Linked DNA regions of Ovis aries: region 1 is linked to region 2. Evidence: chromatin contacts called from public Hi-C data. All regions are on one chromosome and are shown on one strand. The core of a region is the stretch at or near the end of the contact, and the rest is flanking DNA. Distances in the headings are between cores, read along the strand shown. Region 1 overlaps UNC5B (unc-5 netrin receptor B). Region 2 holds the start of UNC5B (unc-5 netrin receptor B).

The links. Hi-C and Micro-C count contacts between places; a contact is called where the count stands out from the background.
Region 1: a Hi-C map of hypothalamus shows a contact between it and region 2, with 4 times the contacts expected there. The contact joins the enhancer-like site here to the promoter of UNC5B in region 2. A contact is called at or near these places in 6 of 16 Hi-C or Micro-C datasets (hypothalamus, liver, omental adipose tissue and 2 more).

Annotation. Positions count from the first base shown.
Region 1 is chr25:26,657,686-26,664,042 of ARS-UI_Ramb_v3.0, forward strand. It overlaps UNC5B (unc-5 netrin receptor B), which reads left to right. Exons shown (of 16, transcript XM_027962423.3): 3 at 5,062-5,205; 4 at 5,663-5,766. Among named protein-coding and RNA genes, the nearest start is that of SLC29A3, 28 kb to the right of the region's middle. Within about 2 kb of position 2,681, at least 9 of the 54 cell types and tissues checked have an H3K27ac peak or open chromatin away from gene starts, as enhancers often do. A contact at or near this core is called in hypothalamus, where this site is marked.
Region 2 is chr25:26,586,883-26,592,626 of ARS-UI_Ramb_v3.0, forward strand. It overlaps UNC5B (unc-5 netrin receptor B), which reads left to right and starts at 1,296. Exons shown (of 16, transcript XM_027962423.3): 1 at 1,296-1,837. The coding sequence starts at 1,759. It overlaps LOC121817992 (a long non-coding RNA gene), which reads right to left. Exons shown (of 3, transcript XR_006058104.2): 3 at 3,971-5,744.

The sequences.
Region 1 (6,357 bases), core at 1,431-3,930, 72 kb after region 2:
GGACCTGATTAAACTTAAAAGCTTTTGCACAGCAAAGGAAACTACAAGCAAGGTGAAAAGACAGCCCTCAGAATGGGAGAAAATAATAGCAAATGAAACAGCTGACAAAGGGTTAATTTCCAAAATATACAAGCAGCTTGTACAACTCAGTGAGGAAATGGACAAAACTACAGTCATCAAGACAGTATGGTCCTGGCAAAAACAGAAATACAGACAGATGGAACAAGATAGAAAGCCCAGAAATGAACCCATGCACCTGTGGGTACCTTATTTTCGACAAAGGAGGCAAGAATATACAATGGGGCAATTGTATATTGCCCCATTCAAAACAACCCAATCAAAAAGTGGGGAAAAGACCTAAACAGACGTTTCTCCAAAGAAGACTTACAGATGGCTAACAAACACATGAAAAGATGCTCAACATCCCTCATTATTAGAGAAACGCAAATCAAAACTACAATCAGATATCACCTCACATTGGTCAGAGTGGCCATCATCAAAAAGTCTACAAACAATAAATGCTGGAGAGGGTGTGGAGAAAAGGGAACGCTCTTGCACTGTTGGTGGGAATGTAGATTGATACAGTCATTATGGAAGACGGTATGGAGATTCCTTAAAAAACTAGGAATAAAACCACCATATGACCCAGCAATCCCACTCCTAGGCATGTACCTGAGGAAACCAAAATTGAAAAAAACACATGTATCCCATTGTTCATTGCAGCACTATTTACAATAGCCAGAACATGGGAACAACCTAGATGTCCGTCGACAGATGAATGGATAAAGAAGTTGTGGTATATATACACAGTGGAATATTACTCAGTCATACAAAGGAACACATTTGAGTCAGTTCTGATGAGGTGGATGAACCTAGAACCTATTATATAGAGTGAAGTGAGTCAGAAAGAGAAAGATAAATATCGTATTCTAATGCATATAAATGGAATCTAGAAACATGGTACTGAAGAATTTATTTACAGGGCAGCAGTGGAGAAACAGACATAGAGAACAGACTCATGGAATTGGAAAGAGGGGAGGAGAGGGTGAGATGTATGGAAAGAGTAACATGGAAATTTACATTACCATATGTAAAACAGATGGCCACGGGAATTTGCTGTATGGCTCAGCAAACTCAAACAGGGGCTGTGTATCAACCTAGAGGGGTGGGATGGGACGGGAGATGGGAGGGAGCTTCAAAAGAGAGGAGATATACGTATACCTATGGCTGATTCATGTGAGGTTCAACAGAAAAGAACAAAATTCTGTAAAGCAATTATCCTTCAATAAACAAATTTTTTAAAAACCCAGCTTAATAATACTACGTAAATAACCATAGAGGTGGTGCTAGGATGTCACCCGAGTCCTGCAGGAAAGGAGGGCTACAGAAGCGTGGGAAACGAGGAGGAAGAGTGAGGTGTGTGCGGCTCCCTGGGCAACCCCCCACTCCGGGCAGGAGGCAGAGCCCCAGGCTCCTCTCATCTCATGAGCCCAGCCCCTGTTTACAGTACAGGACCCTTGGGGGTGGAAAGCCTTTCCCAGACTCAGGCCAGCAAGGCGGGCCGTCCACTCTGGTTGCCTGTGGGTGGCCAGCTTTATGCAATGCCAGCCAACCCCAGCCTCCAGGTGGTTCCTTCACCCCAGAGCCTGCCTTGTCTTTGATTTCATTTTTAACCTCTCTTCCCTGATCTTTTCTTTCTCCTCCTTATTCATCCCTTCCCTCCTTCCTGCTGTCTCTCTGCCTCTCCCTTCTCATCCCTGTCTCCTTTTTGTGTCTGCCTTTTCTCCTTTTTTCTTTTAACTAACTTTTAGTGGAGTATAGTTGCTTTATAATGCCGTGTTAGTTTCTGCTGTATAGCAAAGTGGATAGTTACATGTATACATATATCCCCTCTTTTTTGGATTTCCTTCCCATTTAGGTCACCACAGAACATTGAGTAGAGTTCCCTGAGCTATACTGTAGATTCTTTATTGTATACATTGTCTTTTTTCTTTATGTCTCTCTTTCTTTGTGTGTCTCTCTTTTTCATTCTAGTGTCTCTCCCCTGACATACTCTCTTTCATTCTCTCTCCTTCTTCAACTTCTATTTTTCTATGAAAAGCTGACAGATTTCAGAACCATTCAGGTTTAAAATCATACCCCAGAAGGTACTTCATGCCACTCAACACTATATCCTAAAAATTGGTTAAAATGGTAAGTTGTAGGTTTATGTATATTTCACCAAAATTTTTTAAAGAATCTCAAGAATTTAAAAAGTTAGATTTGGAATCCCGTTCTCACCCAAAATCTTAAAAGAAGAATTTTTAAAAGGAAAAAATAACCTGTATCCCAGCTGCCTCCATGCTCTGGTTGTGTGACCCTGAGGAAGTCATTCAACCTCTCTATGCCTCGGTTCCTCTCCTTATAAACTGGGATATTAACAGAAGGCCCTAGTGAGGACGGAGCAAGGTGGTGCCTACACAGCATTGAGCACACTGCCAGGACTCGGCAGGTGCTTAATAAGTGCCCATTTCCTCCATCTTCCTTCTGGGTTTTTGTTTGCCTCTTTCCTCTGGAAACTTGTTGTTCCTTCTCTGTCCCCCTGACCCCCTCTGGCCCTGAAGGCCCCTCACAGACCCTGTGACTACTGGCAACAGGGTGGCTCTTAGTCCTCTGCTACCAGGCACACAAGCCCTGCCCATCCTAGAAATCAAGGCACCGTTGTCCCCATTAGCTACAAAGAATGGACAATGGTCCAGCAGGCCACACCCTTGGCAGCACTGCGGCTGGTTCCTCCTGCTCCCACCCCTGGCCCTCCCTGGCCCTCTCTGAAGCCCTGGAAACACAGAGGATGACAGAGGGGGCCAAGAGAGGCAGAGCAAGCCCACCCAGTAGCTCATGCCAGATCGAGGCAGGCAGCCCAACCCTGGGTGTCAGGTCAGGCACTGCCTGTCGTGCTGGGGGACACCTCATCTGGGGCCCAAGTCCAGAAGACTGAAGGCCCCTGGCCTCCTGTCTTCCTGCTGGTGACCACTGCCAAGGTGTCCAGCCCTACTGGGTGGTGGTTTGTCTGTCCAATTCTTGGGTGCTCCTGAAACCTTCTGGATGGATGGCCCCCTTGAGAGAGGCCATTCCTCCAGGCTCCCAGCCTGGTAAGTAAAGGGCGGGGCCCCACTCTCCTACCCCAGACCACGCAGCATCTCTTGGGAGCAAGCACTCTAGGCAGCAGCGGCTGCCTGTGGACCAGGCACCGCTTCCCCTGACCCCCCGGAAAACCTTCTGCAAGAAGCCTCTCCCCTCCTGGTGCTCCCTGCTAGCAAACTCCCAGCCCCCACCCCCAATTTAGATCCCCTGCCATCAGGAGGGGATTCCTTACTGCCTCAGCTCCCAGTATAAGGGCCCCCCTCCCTCAGGATGCAGGAGAGTTAAGGCAATGATTTCATTGGGAGAGGTCCAGAGAGGTGTCATTTATTACCAGGCAGAGCTCTAACTGGGGCAAGATGCCTAGTAGCTGATCTCAGCTTTGTTGGCAACTTGCTGTGGGACTTTGGGCCTGCCACCTACCATCTCTGCGTTTCAATTTCTCCCTAGAATTGAATGAGATCCATATGGGCTGCCAGAGTAGATGTGTGTCCAGCCTGGTCTGGGTGCTGTAATTGCCATGACTCATTTAGAATTTACCTTGAGTGTTTTACTCTGATGAGGGAACCAAGGTTCAGAGAGGCTAAGTATCCATAACTTAGCTAAGGTCACACAGATGGGGAGTGAGGGTGGGGCTAGGCTTCAAACCTGTCAAGAACCCATCCAGTCCTCCACCTAACCAGCATGCCATAGTTCCACAAGGTGTACACTCAACATTCCTGCCCTCGAGGGGCTTATCAGAACCCACGTGCAACCAGGAGAGGATGAACTGAGATACCTGATGTCAAGGAGGAGAGACAGGGCAGTCAGGGAGGGCTTCCTGGAGGAGGCAGTCTCAGTTCTTTCACAAGCTTTGGGAGGAGCTTCAGATGGACACCCTCATCCAGGAGGCTTCATCCCTTACTTGAACGTAGAGCATTTTGTCATTGAGGGAGCGATGGCAAAAGAGTAAATGATTCCTTTTGTGTGTGCTGATGGATCCAGTTATCCAGGGAACCCCTCGGGCCCCAACAAGGAGCCTTTGAGAGGTTGGAGGGTTCCCAGGAAAAGGGGCCTCCTCTTAGCTTCAGCCCTGCAGTCTCCTGAGCAGTGACCAGAGACCACACGCTTACCTCATATTGGTTGAGCTCGCTGACTGTCCCAGACCCTGGGCCATAGCAGTGAACAGGGCAAAGCCCCACCTCATTCTCCTGCAGGAGTTACAGTTAATACCTGAACATGGCAATACATAGTATAGTTTCAGACCATGGCAGCGCCATGAGGGAGTCGGGCTGGGTGGGGAATGGTAACTGCAGAGACCAGTGTCCAGTGCACCCATGGGAGTGCTGAGTGGTTCTCTGAGAGCTGGTGGGGGTGGGCCAGCATTGAGGGGCTTCCCTCCAAAGTGAGACCTAGCCCGAAGCAGATGCTCACTGGGAGTTCACTGGACACAGAAAGGACAGAGGAAGAGTCCCAGGCAAGGGACTAGATGAGCAAAGGCTCTGTGACTAGGGAGGCTGGGGGAGCATGAGGGCCTCAAAGACGCCCAATGAGGCTGCAGTGGATAGATCGTACAGGGCCTGGAGGCCGCATGGAGGGTCTCAGTCTTTACACTGGGATGGCAGGGACATAGCAGGGGAGCGGCATGCCACTTGGACCTTTCAGAGAGCACGCGCTGTCTGCAGGATGGCAAGTGGACTGATGAGGGCAGAGGGCTTGGGTTAGCCATTATTGAGTTTCCAGGTGAGCTGTGGTGGTGGCTTGGGCCAGGCTCGAAGCAGAAGAGACGAGAAAAAGGGAGACAGGAGGCAGTGGGAGAGGAGCCCCCAGGACTGGAGGGTGGGGAGTGAGATGCCATGGTCCCACAGCCTGTCTCCTGCCCTCAGACCTGCCCCCGCCCCCCGCGTCTCTCTCCTCCTCCCAGGCCTGCCCCCACCCACCACACCTCTCTCCTCCCCCAAGGCCTGCAGGTGCGAGAGGTGCAGATTGAGGTGTCGCGGCAGCAGGTAGAGGAGCTGTTCGGGCTGGAGGACTACTGGTGCCAGTGTGTAGCCTGGAGCTCTGCGGGCACCACCAAGAGTCGCCGGGCCTACGTCCGCATCGCATGTACGCTGCCCAGACGCCCCAACCCTGTTCCCTTGGGCCCTCTCCCCTTTCCCCGTGGATCCTGGAGGGAGAGTTCTACACACAGACATGAGGGCCCGGGGGCCACCAGCTCAGAGGAAGGCTCCAAGACCCAGAGCCTGTGCCACCTTTGGCCAGAATTTCTAATGACCCTTTTTTGCCTACTTATTTATATAACAAAGCCATCAGCTTCCCTAGTCATCATGTGCAGAGGATCCCAGAGTTAGGGCGGGAACTTGGTTCCCCTCAGTCTACCTGGTAAGGCCCCTATCTTGGAGAAGAGATTCCCCTGGTAAAGGCCGGGAGTCCTGGTGAAATTTCCTTGGTGTGTACTGCCACCTCGTGGCTAGAAGGGGGCACTTCAGGATCCAGCTCTGCCTGACTGGCCTCCCCCCTGCCCTGGCCTGACGGTGCCTTGGAACCCTTTCCCTTCTCCCAGACCTGCGCAAGAACTTTGATCAGGAGCCTCTGGGCAAGGAAGTGCCCCTGGACCATGAAGTTCTCCTGCAGTGCCGCCCACCAGAGGGTGTGCCTGTGGCTGAGGTGAGTGAGGGCGTGGGAAATACTGGGCATGGCAGAGGCCACCCAGGTGTGGTGTTTACCGCCAGCCACGGAAACTCAGCCTCCCAGAGCCCTCCCGTTTTACAGAGGAAAGAACTGCCATCTCTTTAGAACTCGGCACATCCCAGATCCCAGCTGGGCCCTCCATAGGCATAATCTAACCTCATGGATGGGGCAGAACTGGGGAAGGAACCCCCAGGACGCCTTGGGCTGACCCCCAGGCTTGGTCTCCTGCAAGGGAAGTGGCTGCACACACCATCTCCCAGAAGCCAAGAACCCAGCTTTATGGACACCAAAGAGTCTCACGACGCGCGTGTCTGAGTTCATTACACCTTCTGGTGACACGTGCATCCCTGGGTGATGCCCACCTGTCCCCTCACTGCCCTGCTTGTATTCCAGACCTGCTCCCTCTCTCCCACTGCCTGCACCGGTGGTCCTGGAGTCAGAGTAGGGCGTGGGGAAACAGCTTTGCTGCCGGGGACCTTAGTAGCACAGGGTTGGGGAAGATGGACCCCTGGGCTTCCAGCTCCGAATCAGACAGCAGAATCTTGGCTCTAATCACTCCCCCCAGCC
Region 2 (5,744 bases), core at 46-2,545:
TGCCTAACCCTCAAACTCCACCTGGCCCCTCATGTTCTTTGGCTCACTCTTGGGTGGTCAGGATTTTCCACCAGGAATCAGCTTGACTGAGAGGAGAGATCTTGGAAAGAAAGATTGAGAGATTATTGACATTTGTACTGCAGTTTCTGTACGTTGGCCTGGGAGGCACGCTGCACTGCATGTAGGGTCTTAGCTCCCCATACCAGGGATTGAACCCATGTACCCTGCTGTGGAAGCACAGAGTCCTAACCACTGAACTGCCAGGTGGAAATTCCCTCCGCACGTATTTTAAAAATTCAGTTCTGCAGTGCCTTGCCATCTCAGTGTGTCCGACTCCTGGCGACCCCGTGGACTGTAGCCCACCAGGCTCCTCTGTCCATGGGATTCTCCAGGCAAGAATACTGGAGTGGGTTGTCATGCCCTCCTCCAGGGGATCTTCCTGACCAAGGGATCAAACCCGTGTCTCTTTTGTTTCCTGCCTTGGCAAGCGGGTTCTTTACCACTAGCACTACCTGGGAAGCCCTACAGTTCTACACCCTCTTATTAAAATTGTTATTATCATTTTTCTCCATTTTGGAGATGATGAAGTATCAGAATGGTTAAGTAACTTGTTCAAGGTCACACAGCAGGCAAGGGGCAGAGCCCAGATTTACACCAAGCCAAAAATGGCTCCCCGTGCCTCACTGTCAATTGGGATGGGGGTAACATCCTCGGCCCGGGTGCTACAGGAGGGTCAGCCGGGTCTGGTCAAACAGTTCTGCCCAGGGTCATGCCAACAAGTAGGGCTAACCAGGATGAACCAGATCCACAGTCAAATTCACAGAGCTGCAAGTTCCAACTTAACCCGGGACTTGAGGGCTTGAGATTTTTCTCATTTCAGGAGCGTCTTCTGGGAAAGAACCCCCACCGCCACCCCCTTCCCATGTAGAAGACATAGATTTTACACAGTACAGACCACGGAGCCAAAAACGACGGAGTCCTGAGTTTAATCAGAGGAGAAAGCTGACACAGCCAAGCCAAATGGAAGAGCAAAAATACATTTCCTTAGTTTCTGGGAAGGAAAACTGGGCAGACTCCGCTTCCAGTTTCGATCCAGAGGCCGAGTTTTCCAATGCTCCGGGCCCAGCGTCTCTCGAGGACCTCCCTGAAGAGCCCCCAGCTTCGCTGAGGCCGCGCCCAAGAGGCCGTCGGCCACCCCCTCGAAAGGCCCCCCGCCGGCTCCGCCCCTGCCCACCCAAGGCTCCGCCCCGCCCCGCCCCGGCTGTGCTTGGTCCTCCGCAGCTCAAAGACTCACTAGGGAGAGCGAGCGGCAGCGCTCGGCGTTGTGGCAGGAGGCTGGGGCCGGCGAAGACGCCGGAGCCGCGGGGAGCAACTGGGCGCAGGGAGGCGCTGACTGGGGTTCGGACCGCGCGGCTTCAGCCGCTGCGAGCGCCGCTGAGCGCTCTAACCTTCAGTCGTGCAACTTCGTAGCCAGGACGTGAGAACCCGGAGAGCGCTCGAGTGTCGGAGCCGGAGTGCAGAGAGGGGCGCGCCGGAGCCTGACCGGAGAGCGGACGCCAGGCACCCGTCGCGCTCCGAGCGCCCGGCAGCCCTCCGCGAAGCGTGGCTGCCTCTGCCCCAACGGAGGGCACGAGCTGGCGCGACCGGGCGCCGGGGAGGACGGCGAGGAGGAGGCGGCGGCGGCGGAGACGGCGGCGGCGAGGCTGGGGCCAGGGAGAGAGCCCCGGGGGAGAGGCGCCCGAGCCGGGCCGAGGGAGCATGTGGGCCCGGAGCGGAGCGCGGGGCGCGCTGCTGCTGGCGCTGCTGCTCTGCTGGGACCTGAGGCTGAGCCAAGCAGGTAGGGAGCGATCGGGCATGGGGGAGTGGGGCAAGGGAACCCTGGCGCCTCACTCTGCCCCGAAGTTGAGGTGGTCCATCGCTCTGTTAGTGCGCGCAGTTAGTGCTCTGTTAGTGGGTGCAAGGGCGCCCAAGTTCGAAGGTAGATTTCTCTGCCCCACCAAAGTGGGCGATTGGTGCAGCCATCTCGCGGGGGGTGCGCAGGCCCTCCAGCTCCTGCCTGGAAGGGAGGGGTCACTTCTTTTCCCTGGAATAGTATCCGATTCGGGGTCTGCGCCTCCTGGAGGACCGGCCTCCAGGGGACCCCTGGTTCCGCGCGTGCTTGGCAGCGGCTCATAAAAAAAAAACGAACACACACAGTCGCTGCACAGGCCAGGTGTGCGCTCGCTCCCAGTTCGCTGGCAACTTCCTAGTCCAGGTCCCGGCTCGCCCAAGCTCCTAGCGCGGCACCGACCGGAATCCGCAGACTAGAAGGAGGGAGCGAGAAACCTGGGGAGCACGGGAAGCGCTGGTCCGCTCCACCAGCCGAATGAGACCAGCTTGCAGGGGGTTGGTTACCGATGAGAATAGGGCTGAGTCTTGCACGTACAGTTTTCCCCGAGATCTTGGGATTCGCGGGTCTAGAAGATTTTTTTTTTTCTCTGTGTGTTGGTGGTTGACGGGAGGAGTACGTAGCGATCTGCCTAATTTCTTTTTAAATTAATCACTGACATTCTCCCCAGATGGGGGGTCGACTGGGTGCGCTTGCCAGACTCCTACTCTGGACCCACCAAGGTGCCTTAAGGGAGTCGTTGGGCTACTAAAAATTAAAGCCTCTATTCCGCCTCTTCCGCGGTGGATGTGTACACGTCTCGCTGGTCTGTAGCTGGGTCCGGCGCGGCTGACTGGGGAGCAGGGTGGACGCATGGGAGCCATCCACCTCTCTCGCCCTCTTTCCGGAACCGAAGCACCGGGCTTTCGAGGTAGGGTGGGGAAGGGCCGCATCCTGCAGAGTCCTCTGAGTTGCTGCTGAGAATGGGGCAGGAAAATTGGTGCATAAAGTGGACAGATGACGCATCCGCCCGCCCCCCACCACCACCACCAACCTTCCGCTGAGGTGTTGACGTCCGCCGCCCTCCTGTCCGGCCCCCCTCCCCCGGCGACCTTCCCACCCCCGCCCCCCCCCCCCAACTTGCAGTCAGAGATTCTTCACTCTGGAATTAATGATTCCCACGGCCCAAGCCCAAGTGAGGACTTGGTTTTAGCACATCCCGCCCCTCTCCTTTTTTCCCCTAGCCCTATGTTGTAAAGTTACGACATAATCATTTGATCCACGTTAATTATGATTTGGGCAGACTCTGGTATTTAAAGCAGTGTTTTGAAGTTGGAAGGTAATGATGGGGGAGGGGGCAGGCTGCTGAATGACCAACTTTGTTTTAAAGAGTACAGTTGGATGTGGGAGGTGCTGGGCTGGGGTGTTGGTTTCTGATTTTGGGGTGTTTGAGGGGACGTGATTGAAGGGTTGGGTGAAGTCTCTGTAAATGGCACACGGGCAGGACTGGGTCTTGGGAAGCTGTCTTTGACCAGCAGGGCAAGGATATAAGGAATAAATACCGAGATTACTGAGGGTGAGGGGCTGGGTAGGCAGGAGAAAGACAAGACTGATTGGCCTGGAGTTCTCCAGAGCTGCAGAGTAGGCTCCCTTGGGAGGCTGGGGGTGGTCCGCCTTGCCTGCTTAACAAAGCATCCGGCCTCCACCTTCCCCCAAAGAAACCCCAGGCCCAGGGCTTTGATGGATTTGGGCACAATCGGTGCCCAGCCAGAAATGGCCTATAATACTGGGCTTTGATTTCTCACTAGCAGAGTAGAACTGGCGTTGGAATTGTGCTCATTACTTAGCACAGCAGGGGTTGCCTGCCCACCAGCCTGGAGAGGGGCCAGCCAGTGGGATCAGCCTGCTGCCTTCCCTTTGCCCTTAGAAGCCTGCCTTTAAGACAGAGAACATGCCCCTTCCTCCTACACAGCCCTTGTACTCTAATGTACAGAGCAACTTTCAGAATATTCATTAGGTCTTCCCAGCGTCCCCTGTGAGCTCCATTGCACAGATGGGGGAAAAAAGGCCAAGATGTTGCCTTTCCTCAAATCTTACCTTCACTTGACCACAGATTGCAGATTTGTATCCAAGGCTCCTGTTAATAGCCAGGCTGATTCAGTCCACTTTGAATTCGTGCTTATGGTCCCATCCATGGTCTTTCTTGGGAGACTGGGCAGGCACCTCTCTGTCCTTTCCCCTACTCCTATTCCCAGTGGATCTGGAAATGAGTTCCCTTTACAGCGCTGAGAATTTTTTTTTAAGCCATAAAATTTGATGGTGGAGAAATCAAACCCAGAACCATAAGCCCCAGACTCTTAGAAGGAGATGTCAGCAAGTGACTGGCCGGAGAGGACACTTTAAAAGCTGAGGTTAACCCTGAGAATCTCCGGCCACCTATCCCTCAGCCTTTCCTTGGCCTCTGGCTAGGATGGTTGAGAAGGAACCACGGTGTCATGATAACGCTTCTTTTTAAGGTGCAGTTAAAATCAGAGTTTTCCTAGTGTTCTTGCTGTGTGTGTGTGTGTGTGTGTGTGTGTGTGTGTGTGTGTTGGTAGTGGCCTGTCCTTGTCTTCCTGTTCAGCTCAGTCGTGTCTGACTCTTTGCGACCCCATGAATCGCAGCACACCAGGCCTCCCTGTCCATCACCAGCTCCCGGAGTTCACCCAAACTCATGTCCATCAAGTCGGTGATGCCATCCAGCCATCTCATCCTCTGTCATCTCCTCCTCCTGCCTCTAATCCCTCCCAGCATCAGGGTCTTTTCCAATGAGTCAACTCTTCGAATGAAGTGGCCAAAGTACTGGAGTTTCGGCTTTAGTATCATTCCTTCCAAAGAACACCCAGGACTGTTCTCCTTTAGAATGGACTGGTTGGATCTCCTTGCAGTCCAAGGGACTCTCAAGAATCTTCTCCAACAGCACAGTACACTATACTAAATGCCAAGTTCACTTAAACAAATGGAAAATCAAGAGTGTCTTCTTTTTCTCATTAAAGTGAGAGTACCACTGCAGGGGAGGAATTCTGTATGTAATTTCTCTCCCCACCCCACAAGCTGGGAATTCCATAGGACAAATTAATTCCCCTCTCTTCCAATCCACTTATTTAACTGCTGAAGCTTTGGGACAGGCCCTGACCTGCCCAGGACTACACTTGGACTCAGGAAGAGATCTGAGATTTGCACTCAGGCCTCATAAACCTCATTCTTGTCAGGGCTCCTTTATTCCACTTGGGCTGCAGACTGTCCGCGTGGGTCTGGGACTGAGATTTTGAAATCAAGGCCTGGCTAAGGCAAGCAGCTAAAGATGGAGTCGGTTTGGTAACTGAGTTGGACTGGGACTTGCAGGGGCAAGATTTGCAGGGAGCATGGACCTGGGAGAGGGCTGGGCCAAAGGTCAAGGTGAGACCCTGAGACCAGGCAAGTGCCCAAAAGTAGCTTCATCCCTGGTCTTCCAACACTGATCCTCTCAGTAAAAGCCCCCACCTGCCCCAGTGAGATAAATCACAATCCAGGCTCCCTTGGTCTGCAGGACTACATATGAGCATTTTAAAGCTCTGTACTGATTTATATGGAGGCTTCCCTGATGGCTCAATGGTAAAGAATCTGTCTGCAATTCAGGAGCGGAGGTTCGATCCCTGGGTGGGAAAGAACCCCTGGAGAAGGAAATGGCAACTCACTCCAGTATCCTTGCCTGGAAAATCCCATGGACAGAGGAGCCTGGCAGGCTACAGTCCATGGCGTCACAAGGTGTTGGACACTCATTTGTATAGCTGGAGGCAAAATACGTTTTTACATTTTTATTTTGAAGCTTTAGGGGCTCATCTCCTGCACCCATTTT